Regions from separate parts of the Sus scrofa genome. Here region 1 is linked to region 2. Evidence: chromatin contacts called from public HiChIP or PLAC-seq data. All regions are on one chromosome and are shown on one strand. The core of a region is the stretch at or near the end of the contact, and the rest is flanking DNA. Distances in the headings are between cores, read along the strand shown. Region 1 overlaps TRIO (triple functional domain protein). Region 2 has its middle 96 kb from the start of DNAH5.

Region 1 (5,894 bases), core at 467-2,966, 300 kb before region 2:
CCATGAGGTTGCGGGTTCGAACCCTGGCCTTGCTCAGTGGGTTAAGAATCCCGTTTTGCTGTGAGCTGTGGTGTAGGTTGCAGATGTTGCTATGGCTCTGGCGTAGGCTGGTGGCAACAGCTCCGATTAGACCCCTAGCCTGGGAACCTTCACATGCCACAGGTGCGGCCCTAAAAAGACAAAAAAAAAAAAAACAAAACACCCACAAACAAACAAAAAAAAACCAATGACCAGAAGGTGTCAGAGCCCAGGGGGCCTAAGGGGGCACCACGACTAAATGCCACATGATCCTGGATGGGACTCTGGAACAGGGAGAAACTAAGGAGACCTCCACAAAGTATGGGCTTCAGTTAGTCAGTATTAGGTCATTAATCCTAACAATACAGGTTCAAAATTACATTCACATAATACTATGTAATATTGATATCAGATCAATATTAGTTCATTAGTATCACAAGCTATCCTATTAATGAAGGATGTTACTAATAGGGGAAACTGGGCACAGGTATGAAACCCCGCTATCATCTTCACCATTCTTCTGTAAATCCAAAATTTGTCTAAAAACTTCTTAAAAATATATGTGTATATATGCACACACAGATTTTTTAAAAACAGCCCCCAGCTAGGGACCGGTTTCTGAGCATGTTCCCCGGAGGCTGTCCCCAAGTCCTCCCCTCCTAGAGTGGGGCCCAGAGACAGCCCTCGTGGCTGTGGCTTGGGGCCGCTGTCAGCATCCACGTTCCTGCCATACAGGTTCTGCACACATGTGCCCACTAAGGCTCTCTATTCAGCAGAGGCTGCACTGGAAGTGACACGTCTGGGACAGTGGCTCTAGGGAACACAGGCTTCCCTCCCCCAGAGCTATGCCCAGCAGCTCCGAGCAGAGCATCATGGGACCTCAGTGTGGGTGGAGCAGGCAGAGTACCAGGCTTTAGGCTGCACACATACATTTTTAAGAGCAGAATCCGGTTTTCTCAACAACTGTCACTACAGCCATGAAGTTGCTTACTTCTCGTCTTTGGTAAGTGGATCTGCAGGTGACAGTGCCTCCCAACAGCTAAGCATTACACTTCTGAAAGCTTTCTACCTCTTTGCCAGCAGGTAAAGACACTAAGTCAATGTCCCAAAGTAAGAATTGCATTTCTGAATTTCGTGAGACACTGACAGCATTTGCTTTGTCTCACTTCTCATTTTATGCTCGAGGACAACAAGCCAGTACGAAGGGCCTGGTGGCTTCCCCTGGGCACAGCAGTAGGAGCTGGGGGAGTCAGGGTCAGTGGGGCCTCTCTGAAACCCAAGGCCAAAGCCTCCCCATGCGCAGAACCTGCCCTGGCTCCTTTTGCCAGGGACAAAATTGATTTCGTGTGTTCATAAGCAGACTGATGAGGGAGGACCTGTTCTGTGCCCACAGCGGCCCTGTGACTAGGACACCGGGACACAGAGGGGAAGGAACCCGCCCACCAGTCAGGAGAGCCTTAGCCACGGGTCCTCTCAGAAGGGCAAACTGAGTCACAGACTCTGAGACTTCAAGTGGGGAGGGGGTGTTTGGTAAAGGAGTTACAGGAGACCACCAGCCCCTCTCCCTCCCGAGGGTTCTCCCCTGCACAGGGCTCCTGGCCTGTGCAGTGAGGTACTGATCTCTGCAGGGATGATGACGGAGACACTCCAGGGTAGGCCAGGGCGGGAGCCCAAAGAGTTTCCTCTTTTTCTTGAGAAGTAAATTAAAACTTCATAATCGCTAGGACTCAAAAACCACGAGAGCCTCTCAGAAGAGGATCAGACCTTCCTCTCCTACAATCCACAGCAGCTACAGCCTGGGTCTTACCCAAGACAGTCAGAGGCTGTATTCAGAACCTGGTTAAAAAAAAGACAGGGTTTCCTGATCTCAGAAAAGACAAGAAAGGAGGAGAACCCACGTCAGGCCTGAATTTTGAGCACACTGCAAGAGCCCACGTGCTGTGCTCAGGGCATCCTCCTCGCAAAAGATAAATGAGTTCAGGAGCGATGCCAGGGGTTAGAGAACCAGCCTGCTTAGCTTTTGAAAATCTAGAATGAGCGTGTAAGGTCTGCTTTCCTGAAAACCACACTTTTTTGTACTGGAAGACAAGATAATTACATGGCACGTATGAAAAGTTGCTGACAGAAATGGCTTCCTGGAGAACAACTTTGTGACAGGTTATGTCTCTAGAAAATGATCTGAATCCCAAAGGACCAGCTGACAGGAGAGCAGGCCCCCCTGGGAGGATGCTACGTCAGAGGAGTACTGCTCACATGAAAGAAATCTGTGCTCTCGAAACCAGCGTCTTCTTTGAACCAGAGTTTTCTTGGTTTTACTGGCTGCTGTATTCGGTGCTTTCTAAATCTACAAAGGAACATTAACTTGGATGACTACTTAGAAGGTAAAAGAGGAGACAACTGTCAAAGACCATCTTTCTTCCCCACAATCATTTGCAAAAAGTTTCATGTGCAAAGCATTTTTAACTTCTTTTTTAAAACTCCTGCATGAACATCCAATGTGGCAGCAACTGTCATGTCCCAGAAACTCACTAGCAAAGATTCATTCAATAGGATTCATCTACTCACAATCAGTGTACAACATAAAGAAGGAACGGATCTTCAGAGTAGCCTCAAGGATGTTCTTGGCTCTGCCAAACCGTGTGCAAAAATGGTCCAGTGCTTCCTAATGTGGCTGCAGCAGGGTCTGAAACAGCCCAAGACACCCCCTCCCCCGCAGTGAAGTCGGGGGGGCTGCAGAAGTCGCATTAGCTCCACGACATGCCGCCACCAAGTAAACACGAGGCTCTTTTCCGGTTCCTCCTTCTCAGAACACTACAACTGTTACAGAATAACCTATACTTAGTATGTTTTAAATGAATTCAACCGTCCGACTTTCACCACTTCCTTTTTGAATCTCTGTTAATTACTTCATCCTGCCACTTTTGAAGAAGTTGACTTTAAGAAAAATTCATTACATCAATTCAAAATCTCAAAACTGGACACAATTTAGAATTCATTTTACAAAGGATCCTTTAAAATACAACCCCAAGACACACACTAAACCACCTTCAACTTCACTGTGAAAAGGAAATCTTTTCTCCCTAGACCCAAAATCTGTTTGACCTTTGTATGTTTCAGAAAATGAGATAAGCCTCTTTCTTAAGTACTAAAGACGCCTCCGTTCCCATTTTTCAGTGCCTCCAAAGGCCATTCTGTCCAAAAAAATACATAAAGCTAAAATATGACCTTTGCTCTTCCTCCGCCCTAAGACTTGTATTTACTTTGGGCGGAAAGCAGTCAGAGACAGGAGGGTGGAGAAGGAAAGCTGTGGAAAGCATTCACTCCACACCCCCTGCACTTCAGCAGACCGATGTCATCTTCTTCTCTGGGAAGAGCTTGAGAGCTTTCCACAAATGAAGCTATGAACACAAAGTGTAATTTGGCTCGATAGCCAGGCCGCTGTTTGTCTAGATCACATCTATTGCAAGTGGTCTTAGCAAAGCCTAGTGCCTTCCAGAGCCACCTCACAGCCTGGAGCGCTCTATTAAATAGGGTGGGGAGCTACCAATAAGAGTCCATGCTCTCTCTTCAGGTCCTATGGGCCCCTTCCGACCCAACTGTGTTTAACTGTCCCTATTCCGTAGGGCAGTCCCTCTGTGACCGCCTGGGGGACTCTGCAACGGAGGGAACTCAGAACTGGCCAGAAGTGGTCCAGTGATGCTCACATCCCCCTGCCCATGGCTGCATGCCTGGATTCCAGAGCTCCGTCTCCAACCTCTCAACACACACAAGGTGGACATCACGTGTGTGTGGACAGAAAGGATCAGAGACTTTCACTGTGCAGCAAGTGGGGGTGGGGGTTATGTGCATGGGTGGCTGGCCCCAGGTCACAGTCAAGGATGACAGACTGCTGAGTGCTGGCTCTGGGCAAAAGCACCATGCTGCCTGCCTACTGGTTGGAGTTTTATCAGCCACAGTCACATAAAGCTGGACTGCGAGTCAGAGGGGTGTTGGGGAGGCAGAGCAAAGTGGCACAACACTCTTTCAAAACCAACTGGTATCTAAAAAATACAGAAGAATTAAGCGCCATTCTTCAAGAGAGGGGAGAGTATGTAAATATTTCATGCCTGAAGCAAAGAACTAAGAGTAGAGAAGCTGGAGATGCTAGGAAAAGAGGCCAGAACTAAAGGGCCAGGTCCTGGCAGTGGGGCTGGTGGCAGGGGTGGGGTGGTAGAGCAGAAACTGGAGATGAGGGCGCTGCCAGGTTCAAGGTGAAGAGCTCGCTTGGGGTCTGTCCCTGCCACCCCCACCTCATGGCATGTTTGCAAAGGAGAGAGGCCGGCAGAGACGAGAGGCTGGGTGTCTGCTCGGGGCTCCCAGGCCCTGGCCGGTTGGGCCCTCACTCCAGCCTTGTAGGCCAGGTAGCCGCGCTGCTCAGCAGACCCATCTGCCCTACCCAGGCCTGCCTCTAACCACCTCTTCTTTCTTTTTTTTTTTTTGTCTTTTTGCTATTTCTTGGGCCGCTCCCTCGGCATATGGAGTTTCCCAGGCTAGGGGTCTAATCGGAGCTGTAGCTGCCAGCCTATGCCAGAGCCACAGCAACGCGGGATCCGAGCAGCGTCTGCGACCTACACCACAGCTCACGGCAACGCCGGATCGTTAACCCACTGAGCAAGGGCAGGGACCAAACCCGCAACCTCATGGTTCCTAGTCGGATTCGTTAACCACTGCGCCACGACGGGAACTCCCACCTCTTCTTTCTTCATCACTAAACTGGATTCTAATTTCCAGGTCTTGGTTTTACACAGTGGGAAATGCCCGGCCCTCTGACAGGTAGCCACACCTCATCGGGAGCTCTAGGCCTGGCCTACTGCGCCCCACCCCCAGTGCTTGGCAGAATGTATGGCACACGATCGGTGATTATATGAAAACTAGAGGGAGAGAAACTGGATACAGATGTTTGCAAAGTGAACAAGAGATGTTTTTTCATGCATGGCTCAGATTTGGGCTTAAGGACTTTCAACTTAAAGGAAAGCAGATCAAGTACCCCTTAGAATCCCAGGAGCAATGCACCAAAGATGACAAGAAAGGAGTGAAACCCAGCTGGGGAGAGGCGGGAGCAGATGAGTCCCTCCCTTTCTCTGAACCAGGAGTAAAAGGTGCTGCTTCAACCCCTGGCTCACCCCAGAAACCTCAAGGCAGAAATATTCTCACCGAAGACAGTGTCTGATTCTTGCTGCCCCATGGGTCCCTGTGTTGACAGCTCTGACGGTCACCTAGGATTTGAGGAAGTGGAATTTACCAGGAAAAGACAGCAAGGCTGGCCACGGAAGAGGCTTCCCTAACTGAGAACAGAAGGAACCATGGGAACTGGAGGAGGGGACCCACGGGGCGCTGCACATGAGGACGCTCAGCAGACCAGGCCTCCACACTGCACAGGCTCAGGGAGGTGAGAGGCAGGCACCAGGGGGTTGAGCCCAAGGTCACGGATGAAGAGACTACTTGGGGCGGGAGCCCCACTTTGGGGCTTAGCTGTTTTGTTGTCAGGCCTCTTAGACTCTTTGGTGCCCAGTCTTCGCTCAGAGGATCCAAACTCCCCACCCATCCTCAAACTACAGGGCTATAGAGATACCTTATCTTATAGAAAAATTAAAGGGAGATACGAGCACATTTTCCACATTTCTTCTGCTACAAGAGGAAGGCAAAATATTTTCCAGCAAGTGTAAGTAGGGCGATCACATGTAACATAAAAAGAAACACCCAGAGACATACCCTGGGTTCAGCAAGGCTGCTAAATACACCACCTCTTCCACAGCAGGGAGGCCGGGCTGTCACTTTTACTTTACATATGAAGACTGGGAAATGGGTAACTTTTTAAAGGCATTTTCACTGTTCAG
Region 2 (5,921 bases), core at 1,007-3,506:
TAGAATGTTGTCAAGACTCATCTATGTTGTAGCAAGTATTAGTACTTCATTCCTTCCCATGGTGGACTAGTATTCCACTGTGTAGATGTGCCACACTTACCCATTCGTCTGGGGAGGGGCACTTGTGTTGTTTCCCCCCTTTCTCTTGAAGCCCTTTCCAACAGGCTCTCGCTGGTCCACCAAAACTGCTCTTGTCAAGAACACCAGTGCTCCCCATGGCCAGGTCTCATGGCTGATTCTCAGTCATATTTGACCTGAACTACCAACTGTGGGCCATCCTGGGTCTGGGACGTCTATAAGGCCAGGGCATGTGTGTGTGCTTTGGTACCTTGCTAGAAATGGGTCTGTTGCCAGTTCATCAGTGTGAGACTTTAGGAGATGAAGCCAAATGAAAGCTGAGCCAGGAGTGGGGGTCAGATGCAGCTTCTGGCTAGAGGGCTTCTGTGAAGGTAGTTGATGCTCATGGTGGTGGAGAGGGCTGGTCAGTTCCAGGGTGGCCTGGGACATAGGCCAGGGATACAGGGTGCCCATGATACAGAGCAGGTGGAGATGGGATTCAGCACCCATGAGCTGACTGTGGCTCTTCCAGAGCTGCCTTTTTTCTTTATTGTGGTCAAATGCACATAACATGAACTTTGTCATTTAAACCATTTAAAATTTGCAGTCCAGTGGCATTAAGTACATTCACAGTGTTGTACAACCATCACCTCCTATCACCCATCTCCAGAACATTCTCCTCTTCCCAATCTCCAAACCCATTACCCATTAATCAAAAGTCCCATTTCCCCTCCCCCTAAACACAGGCAACACCATTCTACTTTCTATTTCTATGAATTTGATATAGGTACCTCATTCAACTCACATATTTTAATATTTGTCCTTTTGTGACTGACTTGTTTCATTTAGTGTAATGTCTTTAAGGTTTGTGTTATCGTTTGTGTCAGAATTTACTCTTTTAAAAAAGGGTGACTAATGTTCCATTGTGTGTGTAGACATTTTGTTTATTCATTGTTTATTCATTCATCTGTCAATGGACACTTAAGTTGCTTCCACCTTTCAGCTAATATGAATAATGCCATGATGAACACAACTCGTGTGTGCAAGTACCTCTCCCAGTTTCAGCACCTGTGCTTACTGTGTGGCTTTGTTGGTTGGGGCGCAAGCTGTGAAAGGATGATGTAAACTTGATATAGGGCCACAGTCTCTTATCCAAAAACGTGGGGTCAGATGTACTTCAGAATTCAGAATTTTTCTTTTGAGTTGAGAAAGATTCAGTTTATATGTGGTATTTTATGTCACATGCAGAGCATCATTCTAAACAGGCTGCAGAGAGCCCCACATCAGTTTCAGGTTTGCTTTTGCAACCCAATCTTTTGGCTACAATTTTATTTCCGATTTTTTAGATGGATTTCAGAACTGTGGACATATATCAAAGTTATCACTTTGTGGAGATAAGAAACCAAAGAAACGTCTTCACTTGTAATCCCAGCTGTTCTCTGGGTGGCTTACCTCTGAAAGCACTTGGGGAAAATTAATTGGTTCAATCAAGGAAGGAAAGTGATTGAATTGAAAGAACCACTTAAGTATTTGGGAATCTGATCAGTCTGGTCAAAGGCCTTGGTCAAAACTTAAGCCAGGAGTTCCCATCGTGGTGCAGCAGAAACAGAAATGAATCCTACTAGGAACCATGAGGTTGTGGGTTTGATCCCTGCCCTCGATCAGTGGGTTAAGTGTTGCCGTGAGCTGTGGTGTAGGTCGCAGACTTGGTTCGGATCCTGCATTCCTGTTGCTGTGGTGTGGGCTGGCAGCTGTAGCTCTGATTTGACCCCTAGACTGGGAACCCCCATATGCCATGGGTACAGCCCTAAAAACCAAAAACCAAAACCAAAACCAAAAAAAAAAAACCCCAAAAAAGCCCCGAAAAACTTAAGCAAGCAGGAGCTGTGAAGAGGAGGAAGTTTTGACAAAAGTGACTGCAAGCAATAAAACAGACCATGTTAATTATTTGAAAATTAAAATGTGGGAGTTCCTGCTGTGGCACAGTGGGTTAAGAATCCAACTGCAGTGGCTCGGGTTGCTATGGAGCACAGGTTTTGTCCCTAGCCTGGCTCATCCAGCATTGCTGCAGATGTGGTATAGGTCACAGCTGTGGCTTGGATTCAAGCCCTGGTCTGGGAACTTCCATATGCTGCCAGTGAGGCCATAAAAAACAAACAACCAACCCCCTCAAGGCCCCACCCCATGCAAAAGAAAATTAAGATACAGAATTGAGGTCAGAAATGTACTCACAGCATTTTTTAAAGGAAGTTAAGCAGAATTTTTTTTTTCCTTTTAGGGCCACACCCACAGCATAAGGAAGTTCCCAGGCTAGGGGTTGAATCTGAGCTGTAGCTGCCAGCCTATGCCACAGCCCATAGCAAGGCCAGACAGATCCTTAATCCACTGAGCAAGGCCAGGGATGGAACCTGAGTCCTCATGGATACTAGTCAGGTTTGTTACCACTGAGCCATGACAGGAACTCCAAAGTTAAGCAGAATTTAATTGTTCTTAGATCAGGTGGGTATGAGGCCTTCAGAAAGTACATTTGTTTTGGATTTAACTACTTAGTTGGGATGGTTATACCATTTTGGAGAACTTATCCTATGTAAAGCTTTATGTTCCATACTTTCAATACATTCTCTTATTTAACCCTTATAAGTCTCCACAGTGTGTAATTTTCTGTCCCCAAGATGGGCTGTGCAATTCGTGGGGCCAAGTGAAAAATAAAAATGTGGGACCCCTTGTTCAAAAAGTATTAATAGGAGTTCCCGTCATGGTTCAGTGGTTAATGAATCTGATTAGGAACCATGAGGTTGTGGGTTTGATCCCTGGCCTTGCTCAGTGGGCTAAGGATCTGGCATTGCTGTGAACTGTGGTGTAGTTTGAAGGCCCGGCTTGGATCCTAAGTTGCTGTGGCTGTGGCGTGGGCCAGTAGCTACAGATCCGATTGGACGCCTAGCCTGGGAACCTCCATATGCCGCAGGTGCGGCCCTAGAGAAGACAAACAACAACAACAACAACAAACTATTAATAATTTCAAGGTGGCCACAGCAGAGCATTAACGCAAGCTCAGGGCCCTCCAAAGGGTGGGCTTCTGTGCACCAGCACAGGCTGGAGACCCTGAGGCTGGGTATACGGTCCTCATTTTTCATATGAGGATACTGAGTCATAGAGGGGCTGTGTCTTGCTTCCAGTCAAACAGCTCTGATGCTGAAGGCTAGAAGACAGGGTGGCCTTATTGGTCATTGTACCCCCAGTTCTGCTCAGTGAGGATTATAGGACCGCAATTAAGACAATTCAGCAAGAGCTAAGGAGTGCCTAGAACTTCTGTAGGTATTGTTAGGAGCACAAGCGAGAACAAGCTCAAATCCGAAAATGGATGCTAATTGTTCATGCTAGTAAATCCCTATAAATATATAGGAGACACTTGTTCTCACTCCCCCACCAGGCTTTGTGGGGGTTTCTTTAATTCCTCTGGGAGGGTAATGTGAGCCTTCTAACTTGTGAAGATTTCTCATTAAACAACTATTTGCCTAATTGGGGTAAATCAGCTAAATGCTAATTAGTATCTTCCAAAGAGTAAAAATAGATCTCTAATCTCTCACGTTATTGCTGAGTACAGAGAGCACCAGGGAACCATGTTTTCAGAGCCTCCGTCTTATTTAATGGTTTACAGATTCCACGCAAAACCCTACATGCCAGTTGCATGGCAGTAGCTGACACGCAGCTGAGACGCTCAAACGTGGTTGATTTCCAGAGGCTGTTGTCATGAGAATCTCAGTCATTCGTGGCTATAATTGTGCTTGTGCAACTCTGATGAAGAATTCCCTCTACAATTATGTGGGCTGGAATCATGCTGGAGAAATTCAAGTGACAGCTGAAGAGAACAAGATGGAATGAGAATGGCCAAAGTTATGACAAATAGTTATGCTCGCCACATATTGAGACTTGGGGACTGGCTTTGGCAGATGGCACATTTGGACTCCTGTGCTCCCCTTCTGGAGGATTCCCGAGAGATGCTTCTGTGACAGCTGATGCTTCCAGCTGACCTCATATCTGAGACTTCTGGCTTCTCTTGCCCAAAATTCAAGTGGTTTTTTGCCTGCTATTGATATGGATGTTCTGGAAATTCTTGTGGATCACTTAGGGTTTTCCAATGAAAGTGGCCTAAATGATGGAGTGGGGATCCATCATCTCCTTCCAACAAGAATGGAGGGAGGAGTTGTTTGGGGTTAGCATCTCAGGGATGTCACCAGGGCCCCCAACTCATCTCATATTTCCACTCTGCCATCCTGGGCATGTTGGCTTTCATCCTCAACTTTGTCCTCTCAAGGTATGACATCATTTCTTCATAAAACTGTGTCTAGGTCCAAGGAAGGGACGTTATTCTAGATTCCCTCCAAAGTAGAGCCTGATATCATTTATAAATGATACACTTTATAAATGATACATTTACAAATGATAAATGTATCATTTATCATTTATTTGGTCCAGAAACTGGGAGGGAGGAACTGGGGACATGAGGCAGAGAAGGAGGAAAAACCAATACAAGGATGTGTCATTGAGCTTCTGCTGTGGGTGCCAGGGGCTAAGTTTTGCTGGGATGTACTGGAAAGTGCCCAGAATATAGCCAGGATTGCCCTCTTGGAAGACTGAGGCTTCTGGAGTCTTCATCCACTGTTCCCATAGCTGGAAGGGCAAAGAATGCCGGTGTGTGAGGTGGCAGGCGTGGCATAGGAGAAGACTCAAAGGCCAAGATGTAAAGAAGCATAGTGTGTGTGCCTGAGGTGGGATGCTGTCAGCTCAGGGTGAGTAGGAGCACTTAAGAATGCCCATCGTTGTGGTGCCAGGCTTGAAATTAATATTCAGTAGTATGTGCTGCTTTGATATCTGAAGCTGGGAGGGCTGGTTCTCCTCCCCACCCTGCTCCCACAGATAAGGTCCACTAGCCAAACAACTCTCCTCATCCTGGGAATAGGTCCTGCTGCTGTTTATCCCTGAGTAAGACTCAGTTTCCTGCCAGACCACGGAGTTATTTGAACAAGACTATCCTATTCTCCCGGGAGAACCATGGGGCACCCCAAACTTTTGATACTACAAATCCTGCTTCCCACAGCCCTGCTTGATGGCTCTGATCCCTAGTGAAGCCCTGTGTCCTGCATCGTATGCTGTGTCCCCTTCCCAGGCATGAGCATACGTGACTATAAATGGCCTTGACCTCATCTTGTCCAGTGTTGGGCGCTCAGCCACCCCCAGAACTCTAGGGTAGGAATTCCTCCCTCACCAATGGTGAGAGGATGAGATAAACAACTGGTAACTAAGAATATCCACTATGGATACAGTTGAAATCACATGAAACCACAGTGGACCAAGGGATGTGCTTGCTGCAGGGAACCATAGGCAGCTGCTACGGAGGGGAAAATGGGGGAATTTTTCCTTTTTGTCTCTTTTGAAAAATCAGGATCAAGGATCTTTCAAAGAAGCCCCCAGGATGTTCCTGTAATGTCTCATTGGACAGAACTGGGTGACCTACCTCTCTCTGAACCAATCTCTGGCAAATGGCAAAACGACAATATGAAGACTGTTTAGACAGCCATCACAATTAGTCCTTTGTGGTGGGGTAGGGCCCACCTTCTGTGAGAACATTTCCCTTCTATGCCTGGATGAAATCAGGGTTCTATTAGAAAAAAATAAGGGAAAAATGGCTGTTGGGTTTGCAACTAGCGGTATCTACTTGCTAAATGATGGAGAAACCATTCAAAGGTTTAGGGGGCAGAAATAGTGCCATCTCTATTTTTTTTTTTTTAACTCTGGTGACAGTATAAAAGAGAAAATAGAGAGGCAAGAAATTGAGGCAGGCCAACCAACTCTGACACAACTGC

The links. HiChIP or PLAC-seq counts read pairs in DNA pulled down with a chosen protein or histone mark.
Region 1: an H3K27ac HiChIP or PLAC-seq map of alveolar macrophages shows a contact between it and region 2. The contact joins two enhancer-like sites. A contact is called at or near these places in 1 of 47 Hi-C or Micro-C datasets (heart right ventricle) and 1 of 2 datasets of contacts at active chromatin or transcription factors (alveolar macrophages).

What each region holds. Positions count from the first base shown.
Region 1 is chr16:3,756,398-3,762,291 of Sscrofa11.1, reverse strand. The region is part of intron 9 of TRIO (triple functional domain protein); the gene reads right to left. Among named protein-coding and RNA genes, the nearest start is that of TRIO, 69 kb to the right of the region's middle. Within about 2 kb of position 1,716, at least 11 of the 83 cell types and tissues checked have an H3K27ac peak or open chromatin away from gene starts, as enhancers often do. A contact at or near this core is called in alveolar macrophages, where this site is marked.
Region 2 is chr16:3,459,351-3,465,271 of Sscrofa11.1, reverse strand. No RefSeq gene overlaps it. Among named protein-coding and RNA genes, the nearest start is that of DNAH5, 96 kb to the right of the region's middle. Within about 2 kb of position 2,256, at least 1 of the 83 cell types and tissues checked has an H3K27ac peak or open chromatin away from gene starts, as enhancers often do. A contact at or near this core is called in alveolar macrophages, where this site is marked.